Regions from separate parts of the Mus musculus genome. Here region 2 is linked to region 1. A link is a contact called in public Hi-C data. All regions are on one chromosome and are shown on one strand. Each heading gives the region's core, a stretch centred on a gene start, on an enhancer-like site or on the middle of the called end of the contact. The rest is flanking DNA. Distances are from core to core; before and after follow the strand shown. Region 1 overlaps Dclk1 (doublecortin-like kinase 1). Region 2 overlaps Nbea (neurobeachin).

Region 1 (3,937 bases), core at 858-3,357:
ACCTACCCTGTCAACAGGACACCCTGACACTCTCTCTCTGGAAATTTATCTTCACAATGAATTCCAGTTTTCCAGATGATGGCTTCTCTAATCTTATATACCACATGATTTTGAAGTCAGAGATAGCTCAGTGAGGCAAGTGTGGGGACCAGAAGGAAAGTGGGCTTTGAGTAAGTGCTCAGTCTACCTAATACCAAAACTAGAACTCACCCACAGCCATGGCTGGTTATGGACGATAATAAGTGTTTGTGGTTAAACCAATCTAGTCTGGGCTTTCTTCCCAAAATACCAAAGCAGTCACTGCCACGTCTTGGACTTCTCTTGGTTGTCCTCAGATCTGCATCCTGGCTCAAGTTGCTCACCACCTGACATGACCTCTTCTCTGCCCAGCCCAATGTATCTAGCCAAGACCAAATCACAATTAACCTACTGTAACACATCACCCACTAAACTCACTCTGGCAAGAACCTTCTGACCAAAGCTTTTGTTATTAATTGCACACTGTACTCCTACCACCTTTCATGGGCAGATTTCTCAAAGTTAATGTAAATATCAATTTCTCCATGCTACAATCAGAAGCTTCAGAATATTTATCTGACTGTGGCATATCGACTGTGCATGTATCACATACTTCTCATCTAATCTAAAATTATTTTAGGTGATTATTTACTTTCTAATAATATAAAATAGCAAGGAATGAATAGAGATACTACTTCAGAATCTAATACATTTCAAATATGAGCAAAATTATCCCTGTATCTTATACAATTATTTCTCAGTTATTCATACATTTGCCCATTGCAGTGTCTGATCACAGTTAGTACTGCCTTTTGTGATTTCTTTAGAATTTTAATTAAGGTTATCACAATTGGCACACCTCTCAGACATGTACCGTTTACTTTTTACAACCTGATTCTGTAGCCCCCTTGTGCATTCCAGAACTTATGGATTCAGCAAGAAAACAGAACTACTCCTAGTGATGTATTCGTAGCAGATTGTCATGCAAATGTGAACAAACTAGAACACCCCCCCCAAAAAAAAGCATTTGAAGCGTGATTTGTGCTCTGAAATGCTGTGTCTGAACTCCAGGCCATTTCTGAATGGCTGGGAGGTGGCTTTACTTATTCATTTATTTTTTATCACCCATACAAGATTCAGATATCAGATATCATAGATATTCTCAGTGTCTCCTCCTCACTGCCTACCTTTGCAAAGTGGATGTGTCTTAAGGTGTGGGCTGAATGTCCCATGAACACATAAGACTTCCTGACAGATTTATTTTGTAATTTATTCTGCTCAGTGTTTGTGGTTTTGTTGGATCCAGCATGTATTGCTGCTATTGAAATCCCAAATGTCTCCTCAGAGAGTCTCCACCCCATTAAGAGCCCCTAAGAGAATCTCAAGGCTGTAGTATCACATTTTGATGTTAATTACCACAGGTTAGAGGTGAGCTAGGAGCCCTTAGGATTCCAAGGCAGACCAGTGGTAACCAAGTATGACTTACTTCAGATGCCTGTATGTATGTCTCTGTCCCCACTCTCTGTACGGGGTGCTTGGTTGAAAAAAACCATTATCATTGGAAAATGAAATGATGTAGAGAAACAGACTAATGTAAGCCCGTCCGCCCTCTATAAAAGAATCACCACAAATACCCACCACCAACTGTTAGCTTTTTGACTCTGACAAAGCCTCTAGCTGCTACTGTAGCAGGTGACAGATGGTTGTAATATGTCAGTTAGCCCAGCAACTCAGGGCCCTGCACACAGCATATATAGCTGGGAATATAAAGGAATTAACATCTATCCTGTCTCTGAGCCTACCACAGTACCAGGCACACTGACACGTAAGGAAATCCTAACCCGAAGAATTACCTGGTCAATGACCTCTTCTATTGATGAAGTACGTCTACATTCTACCTTCTACTCAGATGTTTTAAATCCTTGTTTCTGACAAGGATCTAAATTTGAAGGGTGTACAAATGAACTTGAACTGCATCTGGTCCCTGTGCAGGGTTAAACAGGGAAATGCCACACTACCAGGGGAAGCCCTGGCAAGATCCAGGAGTATGGATTATAGAATCAGCTTTGTCTTTGCTATTTGTAGGCACCACATAGCTCTGTAAAGCCTGTCTTGTCTGACAGCTTTAGCTTAATCCTCTTGGAAGCAGCAGTGGGTAGAAGTTGGGAGAATTAGCTTTTGTCCTAGCCCAGCTAATAATGTGACCTTGGTCGTGCTGTCTACCCCACAGTCTTCTAGATTCCATGAGCATGCACTAAAGAAGGTCTTCCAATGCCTGAGCCCCAGTAAAAATTGTGTTCACCTATGGAATGCCACCAGAATGCTTAACATCGCCATCAATCCACCGTAATGGACTGTGTTTTCTCTTAGCAAATAATAGACCTTACAGTCTATGGATCAAAAATATTTCTCTGCAATACAGGCAGGATTCGCAAGGGATGTACTTCATTTCTGTTGTGCAGCGATGTTTTCTGTCATGGCAGTAATTATTGGATTTAAGAAACTACATTTTTCAAAGGCGCAAGTGTTGATGACTTTCCCTCTTTGGCTTTTCCTAATTTATTGCCAGCCATCACAACGAGTCTTCATTTCATTAATAAAAGAACATTATTGTGCGTTTTGCCTTTTAGTCCATCCATTATTCATGCTACCTAGGAGGCTGGGGCATTAATCTCAGGAACCCGCTCCTTGCTAACCCTCACTCTGTAGGGACTAAGTTATAATTTGCTTGCCATTAAAATTAAACTAACAAATCGATCCTGGTATCCCTCTTCGTTTCATTGTGTTTATTGTCATGGTTAGTGCGGTTCTATTTTGTTTGGCTGTTGTGTCGTTTGGGGGCCTTGCCAGAGTTCCTGGAGACACAGTGTGGATTTTCACGAGAGTAAAAGTCACCCTTAAAATGGCAAAAAAGAGGCTTGCACCAGGATAGAACCAGTCTTCCATGTGACTTCCTCAAGGTGACTCTCTGAGATATCATGGCCTGCTTTCCTGGGAAGGCTGACTGTGTGCTTCTATGCTAGCTATCTTGATCCGACACAGGACTTTGAGATTAAATGTTTAAAAGGGTCTCAACCAGCCTGGCTCTGTCACCTTCCTAGCCTCCAGCGGAGTTACAGTGGTGGCCCTTGCAGGGTGTTAGTATCAGGCTTCCGGAGGCTGAATATACTTCCTTCATCTGCTCTGCAGCCCCTGGTTTCCTTATGGAAGAGAAACTGAACAGCCAGGTGGCTGCCCCTCATCATAGTAGTGAGCCAGTCAATCCCCACAGGCAGGGCTTAGCCTAGGCAAATCTGTAAAAATTTAAAAACATAAACTAAGTCTCACAGCTGTGTCACAGGCTGGGTGGTTTTACTGCAAGTACAATTTTAGCTGAGCCAAAAGGCTTATTTATTCCTGGGTTGTTAAAAATGAAAACCTACAGACTATCTTAGATGTTGTCTGGTTACCCCAACTCTTCCTTTTATATAACCATGGGCGGGGGGCGGGGGGGAACAACACACATTCAACCTCAAAATTTCTTCTTTTGAGTTCAACTATTCACTTTTACTTTGGCAAAAATACCACTTTAAATAAGTCCCATCCTTATTCTCATGAAATTTGCATTTTTAATAGATGGTGCTCTTAATTTAGAACTAGCCTTCACCCTTAAACACAGGGGTGAGGAAACTTTGCAACAGGCCAAATAGGCAAGTTTTGGGTTTCAGGCTATGGTTCTCTGATACAGCTTATCACAATAGGGCGTAAGGAGCCACAGACAACATGACAATGAGTGGATGTAGCTGTATTCTAATAAAACTTTAAAATTAAAACAGGAAGAAGGCTAGGCTCCACTCATGTGTTGCAGCATGCAAATCCTCTTCTCAAGGACAACATTTTAAACATCACTGAGGCTTTTTAAAAAAAAGTTTAAAAGAAG
Region 2 (3,937 bases), core at 875-3,374, 350 kb before region 1:
TCTAAGGAATAAACTGGAATGTTTAATTTTATACAGAGGAGGAATGAGTATAAGCGTTGAGCTGACATACTTATGAGGAGAAACTGATGGAAAAAATGATGTTCTTGGCCTGAGGTGTCTAGCGGTCATCTCAGAGAACAATGAAGAGTTAAAAAAGGCTGATGAAGCTGTTCTAAAGACTTGGTGGTCCCTTGCAAGCATTTCAACTTGAAATTAAATGTTTCCCACAAAGACAGGGATGTGATGGATGCTGCTCATGCACCCAGCCACTCATACACTCATGCTGCTCCTCGACTCACAGTGAATTGATGTTGGGCAGGACTTCCTGGAGGTGAAATATAACCTGAGAATCCTTCCATTTCACATACTACAGAGTAGTGTAGTGCAGGCTACATCCTGATCTTAACATTCTATTTAAAATGTGTGTGTGTGTGTGTGTGTGTGTGTGTGTGTGTGTGTGTGTGTAAAACACTTGTGTAAGATACATATTTCTTAAAGTCTTATGCTTTTGTTATTCCACTGGCTTGCTTATATTTAAACATCAGCATCTTTATCTTAACTCTGACTTTTTACGTAGTTTTCAAAGGATTTACTCTGCTCATCTTGTGGACAGAGCACAACTTTTTTTTTTTTTTTTTTTTTTTTAATTTTGTGAACCTGAATTCATGGTCAGGCTAATTGAATACCTCTGGGCTCTGGGTAGCCAGTATTTCATATATAAAGAAAAGCATAGATTTCTTTATGATGATCTAAATAAAATTTTGTTTGAATGCTGAGTTAATTAATATTAACTATCATAATCATTCAGAAAAGATATGCATTTAGTTCACTTACAAGGTGATATCAACTTGATTCAAAACTTAACTGGCATTTTATTATGATAAAGTGTACACTTTTATACCACCATACCATTTATGCTGTCAAAAATATTATATAAAATACTTTTCCATGTGCAAGAAAAATGCAAGTCATGTCATAAGATTTGTAGACAAGTGACATGAGTAATTAATAGAGACTATATATGTGTATATATTAATAGGACTAGTGAGAATATTTATAGAACTGCAGAAAGAAATAGAATTTTCAATAAAGAAAAAACTTACTGGCCAAATGAGAAAGTAATTTGAATAAACCCAAAGCCAAAACTCGCTTTTTAAATTATATTCCGAATTTTTCATGGTAAGAATACAAAACAAACAGCATTCTTTTCTAATCCAAAACAGTGTATTAGAGTTGTTGGTGTTCATTGTTGTGGCTTTTTCTCTCTGGATTTGCTAGATTCAGGCATTTAGCAAATTTAGCTAATCTCCAATTAGCAAATAGAGACTACATTAGAGTAATATTTTTACTATTAAGTTTTGTGATTCACATCTGAAACGATTGTATTTGTAACTTTGTGCTGTTTCAGTCTTTTATAGAATGTGAATCTGACTAGAGCAGTTTATTCCCAAGGCAAAGTAAAGATGTGGATTGTGGAGAAGCATAGACGCATAAATGTATAGAATGCCTAAATGCTTAGCAACATAAATGTATAGATGCATAAAGGCATGGTTGCATAAAATATATGTGCATAAGTGTATAGATACATAAATGTATAGATATAAAAACATAGGTGCATAAAAGCATAAATGCATAAAGGCATAATTTTGCTTCCAGTTCTAATGAAAACTCTGTATCATTGATTAAAGACTTCAGCAGTCTAATATACCTCCTCCTTGTGCATAGCTTCAGGCCTTTGTTGGTCATTGGTTCTTTCCTGGAAGGAACCTTAGTGCTAAGCAGACACGTTACTTACTTTCTTACTTTCCAGCAAGTTTCAGCTTTCTATCAACCAAAAGCCACCTTCTAAACTCTGAATCAGGAAAACTCAATTTTTTTCCTTCTTAAATGACACTTGTTATAAAAACCTTATTGAAAACAAAGTGTGGTGTATGTTAGTAACAGTGTCATCATGGTCCTTAGCTATGTTAGTAACAGTGTCACCATGGTCCTTAGCTAGTTGCTATTTCGTTTGCATGTTTATTTTTCTTACACTTGCTTTGGTTTATTCCTTTAGGAATGGCAGAACTCTATCCAGAAGAATGCAGGCCTTGCATTTATTGAACTCATCAATGAAGGAAGGTAATTAATTTTACACTTTCTGGGCAACTAGACAGTCAGCATTTAATTTCACCAGACAATTGTGCTCTCGTACCATCTGTTCTAAAATTTGTTAGAAAAAAGCTTTGAATTCAATAATTTAACATGTAGTCACTTGAATCTTAAATTAACAAATTTTAGATGTTAAGTATTTAGTTATGGAGACAAAGCATATATGAAATAATGATACTAGATTTAGTTTTGTGAGATTTGAGCCACATCTTACTGAGTAGTGAGATTGTGTTAAGCAGATCAAGTGAAACCAGTCTGCATTCCCATCTGCCACCCCATCTGTTTTCAGGCTAAGCTCAGTGTTTACACTTGAGCCCCTCATCAGTTCACATGAAGTGACTTCATCTGATCCTATCGTGTAATTGGTACCTGACTGGAAGTATAAGAGATGTTCAATACAGACGGTGTAACAGCCTTAGCTAGGAGTGGCTGCTACCATTGTTAATGATGCTATGAGAGAAATTTTATTTGAAACTATTGCTGTATTTATCACTCTTGTGAGTGGTTGCTTACTATGATTTTTGCAATGCTCTATGGGTGGTTTACACATTAAGGTTGCTATTTGTGTCACCCTTTGATATGTGTAGTTCTATCAGCCTGAGACAGGCAACCATTATAAGTTGAATTTTCTATATTATATAGTGAATTCTATGGAAAATAATTATCATATATTTGGTATGATGCTTGATTTTACGGAACAAGCTTTACATAAATTAATACAGCAGTAATGGCTATAGTATTTAAACTTCCTTTTTCATTAAGAAATAATGATCCTTCAAAAATAGTTTGTATGGGGCATCAAAACTCAGTTTTTAGTGTGGCTGTGCTTTCTTCCATCCTTGCTCTGTATCCTGAGAAACTACCTTTGTTTATACAGTATCTCAATGTACATTCCTGCCTTTGATGTCAGTAAACAATATTTTCATCATAATACAGTTCCAAAATTAAACTAAGTTTTATGCTTACTGAAGAGTGGAGAGTAAAGAGTGAACGAAATGACAAGAAATGGCGATGGGGAAAGAGAGCTGGCTCATCATCATCCAGAGAATCCAGACTAAACTCTCAGCACACACATGATGGCTCACAAGCTCTGTGACTCCAGTTACTGGGGATTATGCCCTCTTCCCAGGCATCAGAAATGAAAAGTTGGTTTTCTGTCATTAACATTGTAAGAGATAAGGGAGCAGAAATTCTTGTGCTTTTAATTAGAATATATTTATTGACAGAAAAAGAATGATACTAGAAAATTTGCTAATATCAAATATGGAAAGCTTGGAGAAGTTTTGTTTTCCAGAAGCATAAGGTTTGTTTTGTACTGAGAAGAGTTGAAAAAAGAGAATATACTGATCATTTAAAAAAATCAGAAATTCCCATCAAGAGCTTCCTGAGGAAGGGGTATTATGATCATAGTTGAAGGTGATCTTAGTCTTGACAACTATAAAGATACTTTTCGGGGCTGGCAAGATGGCTCAGTGGTTAAGAGCACCAACTGCTCTTCCGAAGGTCCTGAGTTCGAATCCCAGCAACCACATGGTGGCTCACAACCATCTGTAATGAGATCTGATGCCCTCTTCTGGTGTGTCTGAAGACAGCTACAGTGTGACTTACATATAACAATAAATAAATCTTAAAAAAAAAAAAAAAGATACTTTTCAGAATGAAAACTGAACATTTAAAAGCACACACAGAACATGAATGAGAAGAGAATTTGATTTTGTAAGGGAGCTACAGTGCTTCATAATGTCCTTTATTCTAAAATGGCTCTTATCATGACATTATGTTTAAG

Evidence for each region. Hi-C and Micro-C count contacts between places; a contact is called where the count stands out from the background.
Region 2: a Hi-C map of rod photoreceptor shows a contact between it and region 1, with 4 times the contacts expected there. The contact joins two enhancer-like sites. A contact is called at or near these places in 3 of 484 Hi-C or Micro-C datasets (the HL-1 cell line, bone marrow-derived macrophages and rod photoreceptor) and 1 of 9 other capture datasets (embryonic stem cells).

What each region holds. Positions count from the first base shown.
Region 1 is chr3:55,525,976-55,529,912 of GRCm38.p6, reverse strand. The region is part of intron 16 of Dclk1 (doublecortin-like kinase 1); the gene reads right to left. Among named protein-coding and RNA genes, the nearest start is that of Gm31796, 15 kb to the left of the region's middle. Within about 2 kb of position 2,107, at least 9 of the 459 cell types and tissues checked have an H3K27ac peak or open chromatin away from gene starts, as enhancers often do. A contact at or near this core is called in rod photoreceptor, where this site is marked.
Region 2 is chr3:55,871,903-55,875,839 of GRCm38.p6, reverse strand. Nbea (neurobeachin) reads left to right here. Exons shown (of 58, transcript NM_030595.1): 36 at 2,057-2,121. Among named protein-coding and RNA genes, the nearest start is that of Gm31914, 9.4 kb to the left of the region's middle. Within about 2 kb of position 2,124, at least 17 of the 459 cell types and tissues checked have an H3K27ac peak or open chromatin away from gene starts, as enhancers often do. A contact at or near this core is called in rod photoreceptor, where this site is marked.